2 separate regions of the Gossypium arboreum genome follow, and region 1 is linked to region 2. Evidence: chromatin contacts called from public Hi-C data. All regions are on one chromosome and are shown on one strand. Each heading gives the region's core, a stretch centred on a gene start, on an enhancer-like site or on the middle of the called end of the contact. The rest is flanking DNA. Distances are from core to core; before and after follow the strand shown.

Evidence for each region. A called contact is a pair of places that touch in the nucleus more often than the background predicts.
Region 1: a contact with region 2 is called in a Hi-C map of leaf, with 4 times the contacts expected there. The contact joins the promoter of LOC108464244 here to the promoter of LOC108457506 in region 2. A contact is called at or near these places in 2 of 5 Hi-C or Micro-C datasets (both in leaf).

The regions. Positions count from the first base shown.
Region 1 is chr8:63,671,240-63,677,177 of ASM2569848v2, forward strand. It overlaps LOC108464244 (outer envelope pore protein 37, chloroplastic-like), which reads left to right and starts at 3,155. Exons shown (of 6, transcript XM_017764431.2): 1 at 3,155-3,849; 2 at 4,312-4,401; 3 at 4,731-4,898; 4 at 5,162-5,256; 5 at 5,447-5,567; 6 at 5,689-5,938. The coding sequence starts at 3,445.
Region 2 is chr8:63,236,854-63,242,578 of ASM2569848v2, forward strand. LOC108457506 reads left to right here and starts at 2,788. Exons shown (of 8, transcript XM_017756622.2): 1 at 2,788-3,322; 2 at 4,250-4,394; 3 at 4,490-4,658; 4 at 5,027-5,297; 5 at 5,465-5,725. The coding sequence starts at 3,172.

The sequences.
Region 1 (5,938 bases), core at 1,905-4,404, 430 kb after region 2:
TGGATATATTGCAACATATGTATTGGCAGCAGCAAGCTTATTGGAGATACTAAAAAATACAGGATGACTCAATAAAAGATGCTTTTAAGAAAATATTTCATAACCCATTTGTCTTTTTGCCTGAATTTCAAAACTTTATATTTGAACCATGAACTCCAATGACGAGGAAGGAAGGAGGCTATTTAAGCAAAAACAAGGATGATGAAGTAAAAGATGAGTTGGATTTTGAGGGGTCTGCAAATAAATAAAAAAAGGGGGGAGTCTTGTCTTACTTTATTTTTCTTTTTAGGTATTTTAATTTTTTTAGTTTTAAGTTCCATAAGGATATTTCTATTTCTCGCATAATAAAATAAGAGGGTTAAATCATTAATAAAATTGAACAATTTACAAAATAAGAAGTGTGGCAATAGATATGTACATGTCTAGAATTGGATCTGTCTAGGAAAAGCTTGGTATTTAAGCAGTCAAACTTGACTCACCTCCTTATCCTGGGATACTACCTGGTACAGTATCTATTCACTTCTATATTTTCATTTTCTCTATTGTATTTAATAGTGGGGACATTCTTCATATTCAGTAGAGGGACCAAAAATTTGAATTTTTTTTTTCAGAATTCATTTTTCTCTATCAAGTTATGATTAAGTTATATTTTGCTCAAAATTTTGAATTTTTGTTGATTATGCTAAATTTTAGTATAAATAAAGTTCTATTTTCTCAATAATCATTATGTTAGCTAATTATGACATAAATGTTACTCTTAATAAAGTATGCAAATCTTTGTAGGCTGGAGCTTAAAGGAAGCAAGCATGTTCTTGGAGAATTCCTGGAATTTAAAGGGAAGCAGGAGGATAGCCTGGCTTCGAGGAATATTATTGTGTTTTCACCAAAAAAAAAAAAGAAAGAAAGATTGTTGTAGTCTTAAGTCACATTAATTGAAGTAAATTTTGATTGCTGCTTTTGCTCTTTTTTTTCCTTCTTCATTATGCTTTTTCTATTCTAGTTTTAGCATTTATTCAAAATAGTTAAAGCATTAAAGAAGGAAGCCAAAGAAAATGCATCATTAGCATTTATTTTTTCAGGAATTTTGATTTTTATTTCACATATGAAAAGAATTAATGTTACTAAAATTTAGTAATTTTATGTAAAATTTGAAGGTTTTATTTCACCAAAAGATTGCTATAAATAATTAATTTATTAAAGAGTATACCTTATAATTAAATGTTGTTATAGTGTTATTATAAAAGATAAAATAAAATATAAAAATATGTTTTCTATTAAAATTGACTATTAAAATAAAATGTTATTAGAGAATTATTATATCGTATGTTAAACTCATTTTATATTAAAATAAAATGTGACCTAAGAGAATAGGTTGGAGGCTAGATTAAAGCAAATATATTAAGCATTGAAATATTCTTAATAATAATTTTATATTAATATATTCTTAATAATAATTATATTAAGAATGTTATTAAATTATATATTATTTTATTAAATTGTATTTAATAATAATTATGTTAAAATATGACTAAATTATTTGTTTTATTTTTATTAAAATATATTTAACAATAATCTTATTAAAATTTAATAACAATAATTATCTACCTATAAAAATTTCATTAAGGGTACTTTAGTCATTTAACCATTTTTCCTTATACTATTACAACATCTATTCCATTCAACCAAACACAAGAATTCAATTACAGCTCTATTCCATTCCATTCAATCACTGATTATAGTTCTATTCCATTACAACTCTATTCCATTACAGCTATATTCAATTGCAACCCTATTTCATTACAGTGAACCAAACGTACCCTTATATTTGGATGGAAGTAACAAATGAAAGGAAAGCAAGAGAAAGTTGTTTAACTTGTTTGGATAATTTTTTTTTTTAGGTAAGGAAAAGTTGAGACTCTTGCTTTTTCTCAAAGTGTCAAATTTTTAATTCCCTCAAATTGGTGGGAAAGTTAGAGAAACAAAATCTATAGATTTTTAAGATGTTAAATATCTTTTTTACCCTCCATTTTTACATAATATATCATAAAAATGTTATAATTATAAAAATAATATTATATTCAATTATTTCTTTTCCTTTATCTGGTTTAATCAAATACTAATTTTTTCCTTTTTAATCTAAACATATTCTAAAAGTGCGTTTGGTTCACCAAATCTTAGATTACGGGTATTTAAGATTAATGTAAGATTATCGACGGAGTATAGCATTACTTTGTTTGGTCTATTTGGTTAGAATGTAATATTCATGTGTTTGGTTAACGAAATATAAGATTAATGAAAATTATTTTTTTATGGGTAAATTATAAAAATGGTCACCCAATTATGCATTTCGTTCTGAGCTAAGACTAAATTGACAAATTCTATAAATTTTAAGGGCCATATTGATTTTTTAGAATTATAACTAAAATGAAAAATTTTATAAACATTGAGGGCTAAATTTGTTTAATTTTTTATATTTAGGATCAAATTGATAGAATGTGCAAACATTAAAGGGCTAATTTTGTTACTAACCAATAAAAAAGCCCACATTAGCTCAAAGTAACTAAAATATTTAATTTCGAAAAGTTTAGTGATGAAATAAAAAAAAAATTAATAATCGAGTCATCATTTTTAATGTTTACCCAAAAAAATAATTTTAGCATGGATTTAATGTTCCACACCATTATTTAACAAGAAAAATTTAATGAATAGGTTAATTTGCACATTTTGAAATAATGTATAAGGACAAATTTATCCATTTTTTAATAAAGAAGTCAAAATACAATTCACTCCTAAGTACAAGGGCTTCCCGATACTTTTACCATTCATTTTCCTATAACATTCAACAAACACTTTTTAAAAAATCATTAACCATCAATATAATAAACCACAGTAATTTCAAGATAAAAAGTAATATCAGTATAAAATATTCTTTTTGTCTATAATTTCATATTTCACTTGGAATTTTAGATAACCTAAGAAAATAGTGTACCATTACCACATCTTAACATTGTTGACGAATATAAGATTAGGAAAAGATCAAAATATTAAAAATTCAAATAATGCAATCTCATTAAAACCAAACAACCCAAGTTTTATCTTAAAAAAAGTATAGGGTTAAGGGTTCAATCAGTACATTCTAAAGACATTTAGGTAAAAAGAAAAAAATGGGAGAATGGGGGGGGGGGGGGAAGGGGGCAAATCAGAATGAGAAAATTTAAAAAATGTAGAAATCGAAATAACCGGGTACACAAGCATGCAAAAGACGTCACTCTCTCTCCCAAATATCAATTTCCAAACAAAGCAAAAGCGTAGGTTGACGAAGAGTAACCCTGGCCCCTCGATTTTTTCTGGTAACCAAAGGCCAGAATTTTTAACCCTTTGAATACCATTACCACCCATATACCTTCAATTACACACCCCAAAATCCCTCTCCCAATTTTAGCCATGCTGGACGCTTCTCCTCGAATCCCCAATTACCTTGTCCCGCCCCTGTTACCGCCACCGCCACCGTCCCCTTTGGAGCCGGAGCCTGAGCCACCGCCACCTTCTCCACCACCCACGAAGCCCTACCAGTTTCTCTCTTCGGTATCCTCCCTCAGAGTGACTTCAGAGTTCGATACTGATAGCCGCGTGTTCTTCCACAAGCTGTCTTGTAAGCTCTTCGACAACCTTGCGAAGCTCAAACTCTCCTTCATCAACAACGCCAAACGCGAGATCACGGAGCCCCAGTTGGCGCTATTTTCTAAGTACTTGTCCATATACTACGATCCTGAAGAACAAAATGCCATATTCCGGGGTTACTACAATGTCGGTCCTACGTGGCATTTCAAAGCTGCCATTGATGTTAAGGTTGGTTTTCCTTTCCTTCCAACTCGCGGTTTTGGCTTAGTGGGAGTCATGGTTGGCAATGTCATTGAAAATTGCATAAAATTCAAACCTTTTTTTTATTGTGCATGGAAGATATGAAAGATTGTTTATTATTTGGTTTTCAAGAGAATTTTCGAGTACCGGGCTTTGTATTTGGTGATCGTTTTTCGAGCCTATGAAATTGATAATGGGGTTTCAGAGGAATTTGCTTTCATAAAATGGTCAAGTTGGTAGTCATACTTGAGTCTTGAAGACCTCTCTGAACATCCTTGTGTTGTTTTTTATCTTCAATCCTTTTTTTCGTTGTATTTTTGGGAATGGGGAGTTTATTGTTTTTGACTCCAACTATCATAATTGTTGTTTAAGTGCTGAATAAATATTTCCTTAAAGCCACATATGCCATATCCCCTGAATCTCTCTCTCTCTCTTTTTTTTTTTTCTCAGGCACAACAAGCTGAACTGGCAGTTATTGCAAAACTTGCTGATCCTAGTTATGCTGTTGAAGTGTCATCACCTGTTCCCGATGTTTCATCGGTGAGTTTTGTTTCTCCTGGTGTCTTACTAGTGAAAATCGATTGCTTGGCATTAAGTTATGGACAATTGAGAATCATTTATCATAGAATGACGTGGTAATTCAATTTCAGCAGTTTTTTGTGGTTCTAAGTTGCTTAATGTATGTGGTGTCATACTGTTGTTATTTTCTTTATGCATTATTCAACCCATACTATACTAACTTTTGCATCGCTTAAAACACTTGATTAATGGCAGTCCTCTTGTATTTTATGCCTCCACTCTGATGTTTTTCAACATTGGTCATAGCTGTTTTTCTCTCTTAACTCATCTGAACTTTCCTGTTGCTGCAGCCCAGAGCGACATTTAGATTTCCCATCGGTGAATTTTCATTAGAGGAGAGGGAAGAGGATGACGTACCAAGGTTGTCGATAAATGGAATTGTTAAAGGTCCAATCTTGTATGGGGTAGGTGCCGCACGTTACATGGATGAAGAACTGAAACTAAGATACTCATATAAGGTGGGTTTTTTCCCTCAATGTTTTAGCTTTGTGTTTACAGTCTTGTTTATATACTTGTTCATTGATTGGCTACTCTGGCTTCTATGGGAGATCCATTGGTACACCTAATGTTGAATAACTTAGATGGCTAGGTTTTCAAAATTGGCTGAGGTGGCTGATCACCTTCTTCATAGGAAAATGCTGGGTTGGAAAACATTATGCATGTGTAAATTTTCAAGCTTTTTGAGTGCTTTAGTAGATGGTTTTGATGGTTTTCATTGCAGGATGGGACAATGTCATTTATTCCTAGCATTTCACTACCAACTAATACGGCGTCATTTGCATTCAAGCGACGCTTCAGTCCATCGGATAAATTGAGGTTAGTAGTTACAACTTTATCTTTGTAAATATTGGAATCTGTCATGAATGTGCTTAATAGCTAGAGGTGCCATTTCTTTTGTTTTGCATTATATATATATGGAAACATATTTGATTCATTAGCTATAGAGGGTTGCCTTTTCCCTGCAATGTCAATTTCAATTGAAGTGTTCTATTGCATTTATGTGCAGCTACTGGTACAATCTTGATTCAAACTATTGGAGTGTGGTGTACAAGCACACGTATGACAAAGACTTGAAATTCAAAGCTGGCTACGATTCTGAGGTTCGTCTTTGCTGGGCTTCTCTATGGGTAAGTTTATTCTGTTTTCTCTAGCATTTGTCGTTTGCTGAACTTGGTTGTCCTGAATTGTTTGCTTGAGATTCATTCCTATGACGACAATGACTTGATATATATCCTCTTTTCATTTCAGGTTGGAGATGAAAATGGCAAGGCAAAGACGACCCCCATGAAGATGAAAATCCAGGTTATGCTACAGGTACCACAGGATGACATTACGTCAACAGTGATATTGTTCCGTGTTAAAAAGAGGTGGGATATTTTATTGTTGTCCCATGCCACACTTCCTGTTTCTCTTTGGCATGGTTATTGGACATCTTTTTATGTGATGATATATATAATTGCTAATTGCTTTATAATTTATAACATAATGGCATCAGTTG
Region 2 (5,725 bases), core at 1,538-4,037:
TTCGGTGTTAAATTCATGATTTGGTAATAGTGTAGTAGGGAGATGCTCGGTGATGATTAACCCTTGGCATGGCTAGTCATGATCATAATTTGTAATATGTATGATGAATTATTAGTTAGATCAAGGAAAAATCATGAAATAGGCATAGTTGCTTTAGTAACAGATGCTGACAGCAGCAGTGATGTAAGATTGAAAAATCACTAAAAATAGTAGAAATGGAATTAAATAATGAATCAATTATTTAATAGAAGCTTGATGAGTCTATTTCCATATGGAAGAAACGAAACTACCATATGAGCTGTATGTTAGGAGATAATTAAATTCTTGTGAAACAGGGCCAGAGCGATTTCTGGATCCCCTGTTTCGACTTAGAAAATTCACCGTAAATTTTATCGAGATAATTAGAAGTCGTGCCTTATATGTACAGATTCATTATCGAGTCTAGTTTCATTAGAGACAAACGGCATAGGCATTGAAGCCCTTTACAGGGAGATATTTAAATCGTAAGGTACAGAGGTCAGTGTAGTCGAACCTTGAAACAGGGGAGACTTTAATGAATAAACTGTACTAATTGGCCCAACCAAAAATTCTACAAAAATTCCCCTATATAGATATACGAGTTTAGTTTCGGAAAAAATTTATGGAATTGGATTTCAAGTTCCAGAACTCAAGATATGATTTTTAAGGTGACTATGATACAATTAGCCAGCTTGCCTGGAACAAATAAAAAAATTAAATAATAAATAGGGGGAAATAAATGAAGTAAGCTCGGTAACACCTCGTATTCGATTTCCAGTAACGGCCACAGGATTGGGGTGTTACATCTATGGTAGAGGATCGCCGAAATTTTTTTCTGTTGTGCCATGAGGAGTACCGACAATCCCAACACTAGTTGGCTACGTAGACTCAGGTTATGCATGAGATTTAGACTTAAAGAAGATCCCTCATGGGATATCTTTTTGCTTTTGGCAAATGTTCCATTAGTTGGAAAGCCATGCTTCAAGCCACTGTGGCTTTATCTACTATTGAAGTTGAATATATGACAATCACATAAGTTGTAAAAGAAGTCATTTGGTTGAAAGGTCTATTCGGGGAGTTGGTTAAGAAAAAAGAAGAAACTGTCGTATATTGTGGTAATAGAGTGTCATACATCTCACTAAAGATCAGATGTATCACGAAAGAACAAAGTACATAGACATTCAGTATCACTTTGTTCGAGAAGTGTTGCTCAAAGAGATATTTAGATTTATAAGATTGGTACAAAAAATAATCCAACCGATATGATGACTAAAAGTCTTCCAGTTTCCAAGTTCAATTATTGTTTGGACTTGGTTAGTATCATGCAAACATCAAATTAGGCTTGAGACGGGGCTCGACAAAGAAGACATGGCAAAATACGAGTTAAGGTGGAGATTTGTGAAATGTGCCTCGCATTTTTGGGTTAAACTAAAGTAAAAACAAAGTCAATGATGAAGTCACAACGATACGTCATGACAACGGGTGATGTTGGGACAACACGACGCGAGATGTTGGGACATGGCAACGTGTTCTCCACTAGATCGGGTTTCTTCTCCGAGTTAAACTATGCTATCTTTTCGTAGTTGAAATCTAAGAACTCTAGGGATATTTTAATTATATTAGCGCACAAATTTTAGTTTATAAATAGGGCTTTAGCAACCTTAGAAGAGTTGTTGAAACAACACAATAAAAGAGAGTTTTAAGGGAATTTCATTTCTTAGTCAGAGAGCTTTGTATTATTTAGGGATTAGGGTTTATTTTTCTCCATCATTATACTCTTTTAGTTTATTTTCCGACTAGTGAAGTTTTCTTTGTTGTGGATTTTTATCCTCTTCATCGAAGGAATTTTTTCACTTAAATATTTGTGTCCAATTTTCTCTAACCATTTTTGTTCGTTGTTTAATTTAGGTTTATCCCTAACATCTTTTAACAATTTATAAAAGAACTTTAAAAGTGGCAATAAAAGAATTACAAACATTAAAGCTTTGCTTGGTTGAGAGGAAAGAAAATTGGAAAAATGAAAAATTGAATAGGTAGAAAACTAGAAGGACGGAAAACATAATTATTTTTTCCATATGTGTGTTTAGTATATGTGAAAAATGAAAAGAAAGAAAATAAAATATTTGAAAAATGTATAATTTTGAACTAATATGCAAATCTTTTTCATTTTTCTCTTATTATTTCAATTTGAAATGATTACTTTTTATGCATTAAGATGAAAAATAATATCCGCTACTATTTTTTTTTCTCTCACTTTCTTTCTTACTAAGTAGACCCAAAATTCATTTTTTCCACTTTTCCTTTCCTTTTTTTCTATTCCTCCACATTTTCACCTAAGCACACACTAAACAAGTTAAAAAAATTAAAACATCTGAGGCAACTAGTAATTGAAAATTACTATCTAACTGAACTAAAGCATCCACACATTGAATATTATTTTTCTATTTTCATAGTGGAAATATCAATGGTCTTCTTTTGTTTTTTTTTCATTTGAAATATGAATGGTTAGATCTAATATTTGGCATTGTTATGACAAGACAATGATACGAAAATAAATATCTTCGGTAGGTGGACTCACAATGTAATCTAAAGGCCCACAGACAATTTTGGTAAGGTTAAATGGGTCCACTTCATTTGATCCTCTTTGAAGATCCAAAGCGCATTGTCCATCTGATCTTAACCCACCGACATGTCCTCTTTGTTACTCTTCATATCGGACAACCCACATCCCGCCACGTGTCGGACCTACAACCAAAAGGTCCAGCTAAAAAGTGACCCAAATGTTAAAGGCTCGTCTTTCGCGGTTTTCATCCAATATTTACTCATCCTCACAAGTTCTCTCACACCTCCCACGCTCTCGTCATTGTACCTCACTCTTTTTAATGATTAAATCAAATGTACAACAACTAAGGACACTCCGAAAAGAAGCCACTGAAGCAGAGGCATGTGCAGGAAATAGAAACCGAATATCCATCATCTTTTCTTGCTGGGTATATCTCATATCTAACTCCCTTTTAAAGAACTAAAAAGAATCCAGTGTGCAGAAGACGCATTGCCTTGGGCTTCGGCTTCGGCTTCGGCTTCGGCTTCACAGCATTATTTTATTATCTGCGTCTCTCCTAGTAATTTGCGTAGCAGGGCCAGGCAGCAGCAATGGAGCTGTTCTACTTCGTCGTGTTCGGGGCATTGGGAGCGGTGGTGGCCGCATTAGAGCTAAGCAAGACCAGCAAGGACCGAATCAACACATCCCCTGCTTTCAATTCCTTCAAGAACAATTACCTTCTTGTCTACTCTCTCATGATGGGTAACTAACTACCCTCGTTTTGTTTTACCCAGATCTGATTTCCATTTCTATCTTTGGATCTCACTTTTTTTTTACATTAACATGGATCTGATCTATTGTTGGTGGATTTTTTTTAATGAATTTAGATGCCCATTTCCTAGATTTGCAAGTTTTTGTTATTTTACCCGTTTTGGTGGATAATGTTCTTGTCATTAATGACTACTTTGAACAATACTGTTTCTATTTGCTTTGGAAATGGAAAACGGGATTCATTCATTTGATTTAGCTTGTAAAAGACAAGGAAATAGTACTTGAAAATGACTTCCAATAAGTTGTATGTCGATTTTTAGTCCGTTTCTGTTTTCTGGTTGAGACGATGGATTTGGTTTTTTTTTTTTTTGGTGGGTCGGAGACAGGTCGCTATTGCTTGGGTTCTAGGTCCTCTTATTGATGATGGTCCTGAATAAAAAATTGAGAATTAAGTCTATTTTCTTGGAGCTTGAGTAAAGTCCTACTTCTGCCGAGTTTAGTCTGCCGCTGCCCCATTAAGATTTTTTTTCCTTAGATAGTAAAACTAGCTGAAAGCTAAATAAAGTTGCATTAAACCCTTGAATTAGTTTCTTGGTAATAGAAGGAGTGATGGCGCTTCTAGTTGTCTCCTTGGGATGCAATTGGTCAGTAATTTGACTTATTGTATCAAAATTTGCTGTTAAGCTAGCACTTGACAATACCGTGAAAAAAAAAAAGGTTAGCACTTGAGCAAGTCTTTCTTTGATTAATATGCATCATAAACATGTAGCTTCATTAGTGTAATGCACGATATCTGTTCCGGAGGTATGATCATATCTGTAGTTATGTTTTCTGGTAATTGTGAAAGATTAACATTCTTATATTGTGGTAATTGGGCATATTCTAGCTTGCTGTTCTAATAAATGGTTGTGTCAATAGCTGGAGACTGGCTTCAGGGTCCATATGTTTACTATCTGTACAGTACATATGGATTTGGAAAAGGGGAGATCGGACAGCTTTTTATTGCTGGTTTTGGCTCTTCCATGTTGTTTGGGACAATTGTTGGATCTCTAGCTGACAAACAGTAAGCTTTTACTTTGGCTTCTGTTGTGATATATTGTGCTTTATGGATGAAATGTCTTGTCTTGATACAAAAATACCTTCATTTTTTCAATTCAGGGGCAGGAGGAGGGCGTGCGTTACATACTGCATAACTTACATACTTAGCTGCATTACCAAGCATTCTCCTGAATACAAAGTTTTGATGATAGGTCGTGTTTTGGGAGGTATTGCTACGTCTCTTCTGTTTTCAGCATTTGAGTCATGGCTTGTTGCTGAACATAATAAGGTGAGGCATTTCAACTATCCCCCTTTACTCTTAATGCTTATTAGGTGGACTTATAAACATTATAGATGTATTCTCTTATGACCTTCACCATTATTTCTAGTATTATAGATGCTGTATGTTGCTCCCTGTCAGGTTGTTTCCCAACAGTGTTGAAATACTTAGTTTACATCTATCATAGTGTACATGATACATAGGAATATACTACAATTCTTAAATTTTCCATCATCGTTTCCCCAGATGGTAAAGCACGAACCATCTAGTTCTGTTTATCCACATTCTTCTATGAGCCTTTAGCTCAATTAATGTCAATAGATCCTTTAAATTTAATCATGTTTTGACAATTCTGTTTGTGCTTCTAATCTTTGCAGAGGGGCTTTGAGCAACAATGGTTGTCATTAACATTTTCGAAGGCAATATTTCTTGGCAATGGTCTTATTGCCATTTTGTCTGGGTTGTTTGGGAACCTACTTGTTGGTTCATTGTCCCTTGGACCAGTGGCTCCTTTTGATGCTGCTGCATGCTTTCTTGCCATTGGGATGGCTATTATTTTATCATCATGGACAGAAAATTATGGAGATGCCTCAGAAAATAAGGACCTGCTTACCCAGTTTAGGGGTGCTGCTGTAGCAATAGCTTCTGGTAGAGTTCAGTATTTACTTTTAATCTCAATGCATTGATCATGATGACATGTTCTAGCCTTCCAGGCCAATACTTTCATGTTATCACTCATCCTCCATCATGCACTGATTCTTTCCTGTCTTTCCTTTTTGCTCCCCCCCTTAAGTCTAATCTTCCATGCACTTCAGATGAAAAAATTGCTTTGCTGGGTGCCATCCAGTCTCTGTTTGAAGGCTCAATGTACACCTTTGTGTTCCTTTGGACTCCTGCTTTGAGCCCCAATGATGAGGAGATCCCTCATGGTTTTATCTTTGCCACGTTCATGTTGGCTTCAATGCTGGGAAGCTCCCTTGCCTCTCGATTGATGGCTCGCTCATCACCCAGGGTAGAAAGCTACATGCAGATTGTTTTTGTGATTTCCTCTGTCTCTCTCATGCTTCCCATTATAA